Regions from separate parts of the Sus scrofa genome. Here region 1 is linked to region 2. The links are chromatin contacts, called in public HiChIP or PLAC-seq maps. All regions are on one chromosome and are shown on one strand. Each heading gives the region's core, a stretch centred on a gene start, on an enhancer-like site or on the middle of the called end of the contact. The rest is flanking DNA. Distances are from core to core; before and after follow the strand shown. Region 1 overlaps LOC102157904 (a long non-coding RNA gene). Region 2 has its middle 240 kb from the start of KLF6.

What was found. HiChIP or PLAC-seq counts read pairs in DNA pulled down with a chosen protein or histone mark.
Region 1: an H3K27ac HiChIP or PLAC-seq map of alveolar macrophages shows a contact between it and region 2. The contact joins two enhancer-like sites. A contact is called at or near these places in 1 of 47 Hi-C or Micro-C datasets (embryonic fibroblasts) and 1 of 2 datasets of contacts at active chromatin or transcription factors (alveolar macrophages).

Annotation. Positions count from the first base shown.
Region 1 is chr10:66,559,155-66,563,722 of Sscrofa11.1, reverse strand. All of the region lies in intron 1 of LOC102157904 (a long non-coding RNA gene), which reads right to left. Among named protein-coding and RNA genes, the nearest start is that of KLF6, 73 kb to the right of the region's middle. Within about 2 kb of position 3,267, at least 13 of the 83 cell types and tissues checked have an H3K27ac peak or open chromatin away from gene starts, as enhancers often do. A contact at or near this core is called in alveolar macrophages, where this site is marked.
Region 2 is chr10:66,247,082-66,251,186 of Sscrofa11.1, reverse strand. No RefSeq gene overlaps it. Among named protein-coding and RNA genes, the nearest start is that of KLF6, 240 kb to the left of the region's middle. Within about 2 kb of position 1,981, at least 17 of the 83 cell types and tissues checked have an H3K27ac peak or open chromatin away from gene starts, as enhancers often do. A contact at or near this core is called in alveolar macrophages, where this site is marked.

The sequences.
Region 1 (4,568 bases), core at 2,018-4,517, 310 kb before region 2:
CATAAAAAGCAGGGGACAAGCGGCGACATAACACAGAGAATAAGCAACGACGAAGTGGGGGAAGGATGAACGGGTGCGGTCGGGAGGAAAAGCACTGGACCGACGGGGAGGCTGGTGAAGGGCTCCACCTGCATGGGGCCGGGCAGGCGGGCTGCTGGGGAAGACGCCGGGTTCGGGCTGTGCTCTCAGACTGTGTTGACTTTCTCACTGTGGCGAGGGGGGCCTGAACACCCGAATGAACTGCCAACCTAGGGCTGGATGTGCTCTGCTGAAGCTCTGACAACGGGGCTGGGATTGGAGACAATTTGTAGATCACATATGCACAGGAGCCAGCCCAAGACACAGGCTAAATCAGATCCCGGAGGTGAAAATGGGCAGAGAAGTCTGAGGCGTCAGCCATGAACTTGTCTCAAGTTGAGGGTCAGGCAGAGAAGCCTAAGCCAGAACAAGAGACTAAGGTGAAGCAAACGGAGCGGCCAGAGCAGAAACGTATGCTGGGGAAAAGCGAAGGAACGGCGACCAGACAGACTGCATTCTGCTGAGTGCAAGCGCAGTTGGGGCAAGAGGCACCCCTTCCAGTTCACGACCTAAAGAGGGAAGTGACGTGCAGTGTTAGTACATGAAAAGTGAGTGAGGAGTGAGCAACGGGCTCCAGGGCTCTCTTTCACGAGGTGTGGCTGTGGATGAAGAGGGAGAGAAGCTGGTGGTGGGAGTGGGGGTGAGAGAGGCTTTTCTCCCTTCAGCAAGGGATGGACAGCAGGTGGAAGGCAGCCCTTAGAGAGAGAAGCTGGGAACAGGAAAGAGAACTGTGCCCAATGTTTGTGTTCCCAGAGCTTAATGGGGGGGAGGCATACGCAGAGACGAGAACTGGCCTGAGGCTGGGGAGGAGGAGAGGACCAGCAGATTCAGATCCACCTCAACTTCTGGAGCTCCCTGTGCAGACCCTAGAGAGCTGGTGGGCCCCGGGCTGCAGTTTGGGTCTGCAAAGAAAGTCTGAAGATGGCACTGGCCCACAGAATGCCTACAGGCATGGCAGCTACTCCCCGTCCACAGGGCTACCTCCCTGGGCCTCCGTCCCTGCGAGGAATCTTGAGGTTTGCAGACCTGGGCTGTGTCACACCCAGGCCAGGACCAGGATGAAGAAGGTGCTGTGAGCATCTCTCCAAGGGGGCGTCCAGCACTCATCTGGGGGCAGGGTTGAGATCCCCAGGCCTCTGAGGAGAACCCCAACTCCCCAGGACAAATAAGATAGACCCACTCCTCCCACCCAGCAAGTGCCCTCCACAATAACTTTCCTTAGTTATAGTTCTTTCTATAATATCTGAAGCCCAACTGAGGGGTTCCCATCATGGCTCAGCGGTAATGTACCCAACTAGTATCCATGAGGACACGGGTCTGACCCCTGGCCTTGCTCAGTGGGTTCAGCATCCAGTGTTGCTGTGAGCTGTGGTGTAGCTCGCAGACACGGCTTGGATCTGGTGTTACTGTGGCTGTGATGTAGGCCAGTGGCTACAGCTCCGATTCAACCTCTAGCCTGGGAACCTCCATATGCCACACATTTAGCCCTAAAAACAAACAAAGAAACAAAAACCAATTTGAAAGCATTTCCAGGGAGAAAAGGACATGCATGGGTATGGAGGTGGGAAGAGACATCTAAGATTAAATGCCACCTGCATTTCACTACAAAGATTCATTTCCATTTTTTTAAAGAGAGGTTTACAGTAACTTTATTCATAGTTGCCATAACTTGGAGCTAACCAAGATGTCCTTCATTAGATGATGGATAAATTCAGATAGTGGAATGTTTTTCAGTGGAAACCTGGAAGCCTGAAGCTGTGAAGACCCATGATGCTGGAGCACACAGTGAGGGGAGGTACCACTAGGAGGCAGGAAGAAAGAAGAAGGTGACTGACGTTTGCTGACCCCATACGACAGCTGCTTTTAGCATCTCCTAAAACCTTCACAACAGCCCAATTAAAGAGACTTTGTTGGGTCCAATTTGCAGGTGAGGGGACAGTGCCCAAGGGAAAGTGGGGCCCGGATGTGGGAAGTGGGGGCTGAGGTAAGGACTCCGGACTTGGGAGTGATGAGAGCAGGAAAAGGGAGCTGACCCCAGGTCAGATACCACACTGACCACAAGACAGGGCCCAGTGGAGAAAGGAGAGCAGGCTGCACAGGAAGACAGGGGTCACATGAGCGGGACACCGTGCCAGTCCTCCTCTGCTCCATCCAGGGACTGCGGGTGTGAAAGACTCACTGACCATGGGGTCAAGGGGCTGCTGAGAAGGGGCCTAGGCTGATGGCCACAAAAAGACACATGTGTCTCAAAGTCACCCTTCTTCTGGGCAGCAGCCTTAGCCAGAGGAGGAAAGAGCTGACTAACTCCACTGTGCATTTGTTTCCTACCTGCCCCCTGTAGGTGTTCTGGGGGTGGTACTAGAAACTGTTATGGCTATCCTGCTGGGATGTGGTCATTCCCAGGAAGCAGTACAGGGATGACGGGACGGCGGCCCACAGCCAGACAAGCCCATTATGGAGATGAGAGCTACTGGGGGCTTCCCAAGAAGCAATTTCAGGGAAAACATCCAAGAGCCACTTAAGGGGGACATATGATAAAGATGAATGATAAAAAGGACAAGATAGTGAATCCCAAGAGAGGTAGGCAAAACCAAAGCCATATAGAGAGAGATGGACGCTGATGGGTACAGACCTACACCAGAGGGAGACATGAACAGTAGGCCAGTGTTTACAGCCAGTACGGATGAAACTCAGGCATTTCATCTGGAATTCAGGGTTCCAAGTATTTATGCAGTAAGTTTTAACAACAACAACAAAAAAAGGTGCAATAATGAATAAAATTTACTCATCCCCGAAACAATGTATTACTCTTGTCATTAAGAAAAAAAAAGAAAAGAAAAGAAAATGAAGACCCAAGTAGTCCAGTGTCACGTGATTAGGCCAGGACACAAGCGCACTTAGGAAGAAGCACCCCCTTCACGGGATCTGCTGGTTAAAGGTTCACTTCCAATTACAGCTAAATGTGCCAAATGTTCATTCCAGTTCAGCAAAAGCTTCCTCTGAACTGTATGGATTTATTTCACATTAATCAGCTATTGTACTCAACATGCTAGGGTGAGAGGAGTCGTTTACTTGATCAAGTCAGGCGATACGGAGCACAGACAGGCGTTATTAATACCACTTATCATCCCAAGCTCTTAGCTTGCTAAATATGTGAATCTTGTTACCACGTGGTTATCAAGGCAGAGTTATGAAACGCCCCAGGGCCGACTCTGCAAATGCAAGTCACATATTCTGCAGGAGGTTCTGGAAGAGGGGCTGAATTCTATTCCAGGAAGCAGAGGAAGTGTCACAAGACAGACATGCGCCAATTTGAACTGCCAAGTGGACCTCTTCCCATTTTACATACCCCGTGGTTTCTAAATAATGCACATGTCAGCTGCACGGATACTAGACGCCACTATGGGTTCTGACAGGCTGCCCCAATTCCCATCAGTCAGGGCCCATGTCTCCCAGGAAACTCAAAGTGAGATTGGGGAAGGTAGCCAAGTGGTTGGGACTCAGCTGGAAAGTGGATTCTGGAACATCCAAAGTCTGAGAGACTGGTTCAAATTGAGAGAACTATGGAGAGAGTCTGGAGAACTGACAGGGGCATGGTAGGATGAGGCAGCTTCCAGTTAGAAGGCCATACTCAATCCAGCACTCTTAGAATGGCCTTTTTGATGCAGAAGTCCAGATGCTAAGGAGAGAAGCTCTGATCTCTCAGTAAAGAAGGAACACTCTTGCTCTGTGAGCCTGGGGAGGTCAAAAACTAAGTTGAAGATGAGATTATTTCATGTGGGCATATTCTTCAAGTCCTCCTCTTTCTCCTGAAGGCCAGCATCATCAGCACACACTGCCTTCATTTCTGATGCTTTCATCACACCATTTTTCTATCAGACAGAACAGTCATTTCCCAAAATCTCCAACCTGGATACTTTGTTCCCAAGATATATCCATTCCCTCGTATTTTCAATACGCCACCACAGCATGACTGGGATGTTTTAAATTCACACCTTCCCAGCTCACACTTCCATCCCACTAAAGGATCTGGTATGCCTGCAGAGCAGTAAATTTCAGTTTTTAAAATTGTTGTTCTCTAGTGCTTGTGAGTCATGCAAAGGGCAATGGCTTGATGGTTTTATTAAATGTACAGGCACCACGGTTTGAAAGATGTAGGGACTGAATGTCTGTGTCCCCCCAAAATCCGGCCCTTCAATGTGACAGTATTAGGAGGGGCCTTTGGAAGATGATTAGGATTAGCAGGGTCAGGAGGGTGGGGCACTCACAGATGGGATTAGTGCCTCTAGGAGAGTCTGGGGAGAGCTTGCTTTGCCCTTCTCCTGCTCTCTCAGCCATGTGAAGATGAAATGAGAGGCTGGCATCTGCAACCAGAAAGAGTTCTCCCCAGATCCCACTCTGCTAGGCCCCTGATCTTGACTCCCGGCCTCTACCATCATGAGAAATAAATGTATGCCTTTATAATCTACCCAATCTGCCATATTCTTGTT
Region 2 (4,105 bases), core at 732-3,231:
GTCGTGGTTTTGAACTTGTGCAGAAGGAAGAATGGAAGGGAGCAACCTGTTGCAGGATGCGTGCCTGTGTGCACACACACACACACACAAATGTCAGCCATGGATGACTGCATTTTTCTACTACGACCTACTATGGCATTACACAACCAGTGCATGTGTGTGTGTATCCAGACAAGCTAATCTGTAGAATGCGAGTGTGTCTTTGTGTTGTGGTTAACACCTCCCCACTTTCACAGGCAGAGATAAAACATATGGGGCCGCAAGCAAGTGAGAGTAGAAATAAGACAGGCCCCTTTTTGTACCACATTGTCGGGTGGGTTGAATACGACACGTGAAGGAGTAGAGGCAGGAACCCACACAGAGCAGTACCTCCAGGCTCTGGCACGACAGCGATAGCCACCGGAGTGGCCTGCCCAAGGGAGGACAAGAGTCAGAGCTGGGCTGGCCCAAGCCTTCCCCATCTTGGTCATGTTTCCAAGCTCTAACAGGTGCCTTGCAGGTGCCAGCCTCTGGCATTCAGAGCTGGACGCTTCCACCCCATCCGGCCTTCAGCACGTCAAGTTCTCCTAACAATATGCTATAGGGTCGGTCCAAGAGATCCAGTTTCTTGCTTCTGTGGTGTTCATTTTGCACGTGAAGTTGAAAGTTTGGTGACCACAGGGAAGGAGGTACAATTTTGAGTGTATCTTTCTTCTCTCCATCAAATGCCCCCACTTTTCTCGAAGTCATTGACAGTTCTCACTCTCTGCCGAGAGAGTGGTCTACGGCCGGCACCTGTCTATACCCTGCTCCTCAACACAGACTTTGACTACTGAGTGAACCCAGTAAAAACGGATCACACTGGATAATCACATCATTTCTTTATTTTAACGTTTGCTATAAATATTTTATACTACACACTTGTATGCGCTTATATCTCAAGTATGAGATGGAGATACGTTTCGGGTTTGAAAGTAAAAAATGTTACAAATGTTCTTCAAAGTTACATCAATATGCCAACCCTCTGTAGAGTTTCACCAGGGTTTTTGAACTAAAGTTGAAAGGGAATTGCATGAGTCTGAGCTTTTTCCAAATTAAATTATCATGTCTACTTATGACCGTCAGTTCCTGTCATGTAACATGATTACATGGGCTTTATCAGAAGTGACACATTGGGTGATTTATAGGATGTGTCAGCCAGCAAGATACAAAGGCTGATAATTTCCTGTAATTACTTTTAAAAGAATTTTGAAAATGGACTTTAAATAAATAGTACGGGGCTTCTAGGCTTCTATTTGAAGTAATATTAAAATATCGCTCCAAGATATTACAAGGAATCAAACAATGCAGCCTTTTAACTAACTGATTCAAGCATTGAAGAATAGACACTGTTTTTAAAACATGTTCATTATAGTTGATTTGCAATGATCCTTCAATTTCTGCTGTACAGGATAGTGACCAGTCACACACACACACACACACACACACACACACACACACACACACACACACATTCTTTTTCTCACATTATGCTCCATCACGTCCTATCCCCAGACTGGATGTAGTTCCCTGTGCTGTGCAGCAGGACCTCACTGCCCATCCATTCGAAATGCAAGAGTTTGCATCGACCCACCCCCACTTCCCGGTCCATCCCCTCCCGCCCCTCCCCCAGGGCAGCCACAAGCCTGCTCCCAGAGACACGGTTTTTTTCACGGCGTCTTCCTAAACTGAGAGTTGGTCGGGATGACCTGGGGCTTGCTCATCCTTCAGCCGGCAGAGAGATTCTGCTGCGTCTCTCGCTTTGCGGCCGTGTCCTTGTTCATCTAATCTGTGAGTCACTTGTGCCCCTTGCTCTGAATTCACTCCTCTGCTCATTTCCTTGCCAAAGCTTTCTCACCTTTCACAGCCAAGGGGGAAAAATGCCACTGCCAAGAAGCAGTCACTTCCAGGGATCCCTGGGTTTTGAATAATCCCCCGGCCTGGGGTCCGTGCCAGTCTGTCCCCGAGGCTCTGAGTCATCACGACTACCTGTTCTGCAAGTGAAGCTTCCCACGCTCAGCTGTGATTTCCTGCCAAAATGTGTAGCAACAGGCTACGGCCCGTTTTGCCGTTTCTTTCTCGACGGTGTCTCGGTCCCGCCTCTTGACTGGTGACGCACTGCACTTTAGAGTCTCTATCTTCGCAGACCTGACATCGAGTCAGCGCAGCAAGAGGGAAACAAGGGGCTTAGAACGCCTCAGACACACAGGCTTTATTTCTATTATTTGGGTTTTTAGGGCCACACCCGTGGCACAAGGAAGGTCCCAGGCTAGGGGTCCGATCAGAGCTGCAGCTGCCGGCCTGCACCACAGCCAGAGGAACCCTGGAGCTGAGCCACATCTGCAACCTACACCACAATTCATGGCAACACCAGATCCTTAACCCACGGAGCGAGGCCAGGGATCGAACCTGCATTTTCACGGACACTATGTTGGGTTCTTGACCCACTGAGCCACCAGGGGAACTCCAGGTGTGGCTTTAAACTGAATTCCCCATCTGTTCCCTGGGGAATTTTGAAGAAGCGGCTCACCCTGCTGGCGGCTCACACTGGGAATCCGTGAAATAGCCTCCCTGATGTTCACTGGGCCGGCATCACGGGCCGGCCAAGGCCCAGTCCCTCGTCCCTCATTCTGTAGGCCAGGAACTTGCACTAAGTACATTTCCGGATGCACTTGCTGCTCAGAAATATCAGGTGATGAAATACTGGCCGGGGTGTGAGCTTTACTTCCACGCCGGACGGTCGTTCAGATCTCTCACCCGGCTGCAATGCCTGCAGGGAACCCCGATGAGCATCCGGCCCAGTTTACCTGGCTGCCCAAAGCTTTTACCGACAGCCAGCGTTCCTGTCCAGGGTATTGCTTCACAACAGAGCTGACGTCTCCCTAGTCCACTTAGTCATACCCTCCCTCCATGTACCCGGGACCCACCGTTTTTTCCAATGAGAGGATAATTTCTTGGGGGTCAGCGACCATATCTTTCTCATGCATTCACCCTGGCAAGTCAGCTGCCGTGGCAACACAGCCAGTGTTCATCTTTACGGACTAAAGCGAGGGATGTACAGATGTGTGTCAGAAAAGATCTTCTATTTTTGTTCTCATGAAAGATGTTGAGGAGAGAAAGACAGTTGTGCCCTGCTGTCTCGCTGTGTATGTTTCCTAAGACGGAGCTTCGGAGCTGGGGGTTTTCTGCGGTCTTGTGTCTCAAGGTCCCAGAGTCCTGAGGGCTTAGGGCTTAGCACACAGCATGACGGAAATGATGAATGAAGGAGCGACTTCACAGAAACTGAGGTTCACCTTCATCCTTTCAATGTATAACATCTCGTTATCTGATCATCTACCAACAAGTGCCTGGTCAGAATTTGCCCTGCCCTCAGAAGGCTGTACGGTCTTAAAAAGTGGTTTCCAGTAAATTAAGAGCCCGGCTGTTGGGAGCTTGGCTTAGTTTACACCCATCGGGTAGTTTATTGATTTACTAGAAATCTCTCCGCTTGCAAAAGTGGGTGGGTCAGACAAGGTCGTTTTTCCTAAGCTGATTTCAACACCAGAAAATTCTTTGAAGCCCGAGTTAGTTTCCGTCTATTTCTTACCTCCTTAACTCACTAACTCCAACAGGAAACACACGTTTCAATTACCTGGTGAAAAGTCTCACCAGGTAACTGAAATGTGCCAAAAAATAAGCACTTGAAAGCCAGCGCTCAGCTAAGTAGGACCACAGGTTTTTATTAAAATTCGGAGATTCTCTTCCATGTGGAGCCACAATGGGTCATGAGACAAGAATTCTTGGGACTGCCCTATGTGCAAATGTCCAAGAACCCCTGGAAGCTCTCAACATAGGGTGAAAATACGGTCAAAGCTGTTTCTTAGGAGAAAGACAATCCCCTCTTTAAAAAAGGGGGCAGTTTCAGGACCGGATTAGGAAAGGATGGCTTTTAATCAACTCTGTCTATTCTAACTCACTGAAGCACGGGAGGTGCAGTATTGAACTTGATTTGGCAGAGCTGAGAATCTGAAACACGTGACACCCTTATGCAGCAAGAATGATCTACGGTGGATCGGAGGGAATCCTTCCTGGGTTCCGTCTGCCGAAG